Regions from separate parts of the Zea mays genome. Here region 2 is linked to region 1. A link is a contact called in public Hi-C data. All regions are on one chromosome and are shown on one strand. The core of a region is the stretch at or near the end of the contact, and the rest is flanking DNA. Distances in the headings are between cores, read along the strand shown.

Region 1 (2,917 bases), core at 241-2,740:
TGATGTATCCCAAGGCTGAAGCAGAAGAGCTAAAATACAGCGAGCCGAGCTGCTTATCTTGGATCAGGTAGCAACTTTGGGAGAGGTTGTCGTAGAAGTAGGCGAGGCAGCCGCAGCTCGTGGAGCAGAGGCCGCGGCACGCGTTGTGGTTGACGCCCGCCTTGATCGGCGGATCAAACTTGGTGGCGAAGTAGGCCACCTGCGACTTGAGGGCGAGGTAAGACGGGGACACGGTGCTGTTGTTGCTCTGGCACAAGGCCGGCGACGCGAGCGCTGAACCGTCCCCCGGCGTGCACGCGCCGGGCGTCGTCACTGAGGCGGCGAAGAGTGGCGGGCAGGTGCAGGTCGAGCTGTTGCCCGCCGCCGGGGAGCAGAGCCCGAGGGAAGGGCACTGAAGCGGGAGGTCGCAATCGTTGGCCGGCGCCACGAAGTCGCTTCCAAGCGACGCCGAGGAGTTCACCAGCGCATAGCTCGTGATGCGCAGCCGGCCGTCGTATCCGAGACTTAGCACGGGGAACGCCGCCGCCCCGATGTTCACGCGGAACACGAGGCCTCCATCGGCAGCAACCGCGAACAAGCCCGACGCGTTCACCGACACGGACGCCACGGCGGCGTTCCGATCCTTGTAGGAGCGGGCATCGTTCGACAGCCGCCAGTACGTGGACGCCTGCCACGTCAACACCAAATCCGCGGCCGTCACGCCGAGCCGGTAGTTCCCCTCCGCGAGATCGGTGGCGCTCGTCGCCGCCGACAGGTACGCGCCGGCGCGCAGCAGCTGGCCCGGGAGCAACGTGTCCGTGGCGGTATCGAACGACTGCCACAGGGTCGCGTTCCCGGCGCCCAGCAGCTGCAGGTTCCCGCTGTCCTGCAGCCGCAGCGCCACGACGGGCGAGCGCAGCTGCGACGGCGTCGACCACAGCAATGTTCCGTCGGGCTTCGACACCGTGATCCCCTGCGAAGTGAGATTCACCGGTCCCGACGACGTCGTCGGCGCGTCGCGGTTGCCCGACCAGACAAGCGTGGCGGACGGGACGTGCAGGACGGCGAGGTAGAACCTGTCCTGCTGCTTCCCGGGGTTGAACACGGCGGCCCTGAACGCGCCGCTCGTGGACTCTAGGAACGCGCCGCCTGTGTCGACGTACAGGATGTTAGAGGCGGTGAAGGGAGGTCGCAGGAGCTCGGTCGCCAGCGGCCCGGCGTCCGCGGCGCGGGCGGGCAAGAGGATCAGCAGAACCCAGCCTAGGAACGCGAGCGAGCGCGGCAGAGCGCGTGGGAGCGGAGACATTTGTGTGGCGACGGCGAGGGGGCACGCGCGGATGCGCCCATGAAGCGTAGGAGTGCACGGCACGGCGTGTGGCGTAGGCGATCGGGGAATGTTGACCTCGGCTATGAGCTATGTGCTGCGCGAGCTCTGGTTGGCGCGAACAAAACCGGCAGCATCTGGCCCAGCGGCCGAAGAGCCCTTGGGTTCAGACTGCTTGGTTGCCGCGGTTTGGAATCTAGCGGCGCGGCAATTGCTGGATTTTTGCGTTGGCTTTTCTTCTCGATTGAGATGGATTGGTTAAACAACGGAGAAGGTCGAGCTGCTCGGCGACACGGTGACCAGCTTGGGTTGTTCGGTTGGAGCACAGGTGCGACCTGACTGGAATTTGTCAAACGGAGTTGGCTGTGTGGCTGTACTGCTGTAGCCAAAGGTCGCTACTGTTGTGCATTGACTTCTACTCATCATCAAAGCTGGTTAGAAACGTCAGCGCGGTGGAAGTCAACGGCCTTGCTAATGTCTAGCTCAGCAGAATCAATACGCCAATATAGTCCATGCTGGACCTGGATGTAAAGCGCTCATAATTCAGGGGTAGGGTAGGGCCGCAGGGTACGGGTGGTAATACATCACGATCCAAATGTCTTTTCGTAATAAGTTATAACTCTTAAATAATTTTAATTAAAAAATAAATAGAAGACTCTATTATTAATCTGATTCAATTCTTAAATATTATATATAATGTAAAATTTAGAGTTTATTATCGTCCCTAGGTAGAGGTACAAAGTTTAGACCAATCAAGTATAAAATAGGAAGATACAAGCAGGTTGTACAAGATGTCACACCATATTTGTGTTGAGGTGGAGAGGATAGATGAACTATGAGCATACTAGATTCAATTGGTTTGCTCATCAGTTTTATGCACATGTTTAGAGTCCAACTACAGAACTAGGCGTTGTCGTGCTCATTATTGGGGTATTAGTCTGGTTCCTATCATTCATGTTTGTTCAATCTAAAATCAGGGTGCAGGCGCCAGGGGCGCATACAGGATAAAATGACAGTGAAGGCATGCTGTTGAGGTCTTTTTTTGAACGAAGGTCAACCTGTTTCCTGTTTCAGGTATAACAATTGAAAGGATGACGATGCCCAAGAGGGGGGGGGGTGAATTGAGCTTTTCTAAAAATCAACACTAATTAAAAGCTAAGCAAGAGCCCAACTTCACCCCAACAACTAGCTCTAAGAGAATAATACTAGATATACAACAATGCTAAGACAATACTTCAAATACTTGCTAAACAAATACACAAAGTAAAATGTTTGAATTAAGTGCAGAATGTAAAGCAAGGTTTAGAAGACTCCTCCAATTTTTCCCGAGGTATCGAAGAGTCGGCACTCTCCACTAGTCCTTGTTGGAGCACCCGCGCAAGGGTATCGCTCCCCCTTAGTCCTCGCAAGAACCAAGTGCTCACTATGAGATGATCCTTTGCCACTCCGGCGCAGTGGATCCCTCACGACCGCTTACAAACTTGAGTCGGGTCACCAACAAGATCTCCACGGTGATCACCGAGCTCCCAACGCCACCAAGCCGTCTAGGTGATGTTGATCACCAAGAGTAACAAGCCGTAGACTTTCGCTTGACCAAGAGAAGCCTAATGCAAG
Region 2 (2,917 bases), core at 262-2,761, 80 kb after region 1:
GACAAATGTGTTGTAAAATTATACTACAAAAGCTGTTTTTAGCCGTGGCTTTATGTGAAGTCTAACCCTTTTAGACCTTGTTCTGATAGGAGTGGATTGAAAGGGATCGAAGAGGATTAAATCCCTTGCTAGTTAAAACTGAATAGAAAGTGATTTAATCCCTCTCGATCCGTTCTGAACCATATGCAAACGAACAATGCATTAGTTAGGTTTTAGCTCTTAAAAAGACAAAATAAATTAAAAAGCCCAATAAAAGGGAAAATTCTTGTCCTCATATGTGACTAGAGAAGGGCGAAGGGCTTAGACGCGTGCGGTCGGCGCTTTAGGAAGAAAAATTAGGTGTAGATTCGAAATTCCGAATACCCTAAAATTAGGTGTAGAAAAATTAGGTGTACCCTCGATCCCTTCCGAACCATATATATATAGACTTGTATCATCCGAAGTTGCATCCGAAATTCCGAATACCCTAAACCCTAAACAACGCAACAGTTGTATTGTGATAAAACTTTAATGTAGTGAATGTTGGTCGACCGTATACTTTATTTGTAAACTAACAATACATTCTTTTTTAGATGTAGATTCGACTAACTTTTTGGCCACCACGGCCTTCAACCCGCTTCTTCTAAATGTCGGCTGACCGTTGGTGCTCAGCTTCTAGCCGAAGCGCTTCGCCTACAAGGCTACAATCTATGTCAGAAGCTGCGCGTTTGGATGGGATTCCAGTTTCTGCGGCCAGAATCCGCCCAAGAGTGTGGACGCGTGCGGTTGGCGCTTAGAAAGAAAAGGTAGGCATACATACTTGCATCATCCATTGGTACTGCTTGCATCGAAGTTGCATCTGAAATTCCGAATATCCGATACCAGTGATGGACGGAGGTTTCGCTTTCCAGTTTTCCCTGTGCTGCGATTGACTTTTCGTTTTGGTGATTATAGAAGGGCGAAGGGTGGGAGGTTGGCGCTTTAGAAAGGAAAAACAGGCATACATACTTGCATCATCCATTGACCATTGGTACTGCTTTAGAAAGAAACAAATTTTGGATGTTCGCTTCGGATTAAAGTCGACTGTTTGGATTAGTGCAGCTATAATATATAGAGACAAAAACGCACAGCCTAAATAGATGGAGGTTTCGCTTTTCAGTTTTCCTGGGCCGCGGTTGACTTTTCGTTTTTATAGCAACCTTCTGGAGTAGCTTTCGGCTTTGAACGAAGGAGCGCCGGCTGGGCTCCCGTTCTCTCCCCCTCACGACCACACCTCAATCTCACACCCACAGACACCAGCACAAATGGCGGCAAGGAGCAAGGACAAAGAAAGAAAGATTGCCCCAAAAGACTCGAAAGGCATGGCGCTACGGCTGCCATTGCCAACCAAGTGTAGGAAAGGCGGGTAGCAATGCACGAGAGAGGGACCGGACTGACGCGCCCACCATTCCGTCTCTCACAGGCACAGCCCCGTCGCGGTCAAACCCTAATGAATCAGGCCACGCTTTTGAGCGAGGCAAAGCGGTCGGATGGGAATGGGATTTGCCGAAAGATAGTACCCGTAGTCTACTGCTGATAGCAGTCCCTCAGACCCTCCCTCACATGCCAAAGCATCAGCCATCAGGGAGAGAGACGCCCCTGTTAATACTGCAATCACTGGGCTGCCGCGTTGAGCATGTTCTCTGTTTAGGGATTTAGGGATGGCAGTTGGACCCGTGGGTATGGATACCCGCGGGTTTCATACCCACCGGATATGGATACGGTTACAAAAACTTACCCGTGGGTCCTATCGGGTCGGATACCCGAAATATATCGAGTCGAGTATGGGTAAAATACTTTACCCACGAGTATCCAGTGGATAACTGAAATATCAATATTGTTGGAACTTGCTCTCAGCAGCAAGGAGGCCAACAGGGGTGAACAGTGGCGACAACAGGGTTACGTGCTCGGGGGCAATAGCTCTGTTAATCTAGCCTCTCACGGGCACTGTGCGGGGGTATTTATAGGTATCTGAGTGCCCAGCGCCTTGTGTTAAGGACGCATGTGCCCTCAGACACCTAGTTTATCCCCAGAATATTCCCATAAAGCAGGGTTACAGGCTGTAATTACAAGCATGTCTTTACAGATCGGGCCCGTAACACAAAGGCGGCCACGCAGGGCCCGTTTACAATGGGCCAGATCACACGTGGGCCTCAGAGCCGAACGAGGCCGCGCAGCGGGTTGGTTCCGCCGCAGGCCTTCGTCTGGTGCCGAATGGAGCGAAGGGTGTCCCCGCCCGTTTTGTCTCTGTCAGACCAGCGACCTCAGCGAAGGCCTCGAGCGAAGGGTGGCGTCTTTGCCTTCGCCCCAACATTTGCCCTCCGAGGGACCAGTTCGACAAAGTCACCTGGTGCCGAAGACGTCGTTAGATGGCGGAGACGCTGCCCTCGCTCGAAGCGTCGCGCCCTGTCGGATTGCGGGTTTCCCGAAGAGCCGCGCCCTGCCTATAAAAGGGGGCGGGGGTTGGCGCTGTTTGAACTTTGCCTTCCGCGCTCCGTGAAAACCCTAGCCGCCCGCCGTCTTGCTGCTCCTCTTCTTCTGCTGCTCTCTTGCTCGCCGGAGTTCTGGCGCGAGTGAAGCAGACCGCCCGCCGCCGCCGACGGTACGTAGCAATGCCGTCCTCTTCTTCTTCCGCTGCCACTACGCCGCCGGCCGCCGCCTCGTCTGAGGAGACGTTGAGTAGCTCGATGGTGGAGGAGTTGCGCGCTGGCGACTCTGTTGATTTTGGTGTGTCGCGGATGACGTCAGCCCGCGTTGAAGATATGCAGCGGTTGGGCTACTTTGGCGGCGGAGTTGCTCGTGCTCCGGGGACGGAGGAGGTCCCCGAGCCGGAGGGTGAGTTGGTCGTTTTCGAGGCGTTCTTCGCCGCCGGTCTCCGCTTGCCTGCGCACCGGTTTGT

The links. A called contact is a pair of places that touch in the nucleus more often than the background predicts.
Region 2: a Hi-C map of ear shows a contact between it and region 1, with 3 times the contacts expected there. The contact joins the enhancer-like site here to the promoter of LOC103632842 in region 1. A contact is called at or near these places in 2 of 25 Hi-C or Micro-C datasets (ear and leaf).

The regions. Positions count from the first base shown.
Region 1 is chr7:130,564,237-130,567,153 of Zm-B73-REFERENCE-NAM-5.0, forward strand. It overlaps LOC103632842 (G-type lectin S-receptor-like serine/threonine-protein kinase At5g35370), which reads right to left and starts at 1,491. Exons shown (of 1, transcript XM_008654566.4): 1 at 1-1,491. The coding sequence starts at 1,285.
Region 2 is chr7:130,643,895-130,646,811 of Zm-B73-REFERENCE-NAM-5.0, forward strand. No RefSeq gene overlaps it. Among protein-coding and RNA genes, the nearest start is that of LOC103632842, 80 kb to the left of the region's middle. Within about 2 kb of position 1,512, at least 16 of the 20 cell types and tissues checked have an H3K27ac peak or open chromatin away from gene starts, as enhancers often do. A contact at or near this core is called in ear and leaf, where this site is marked.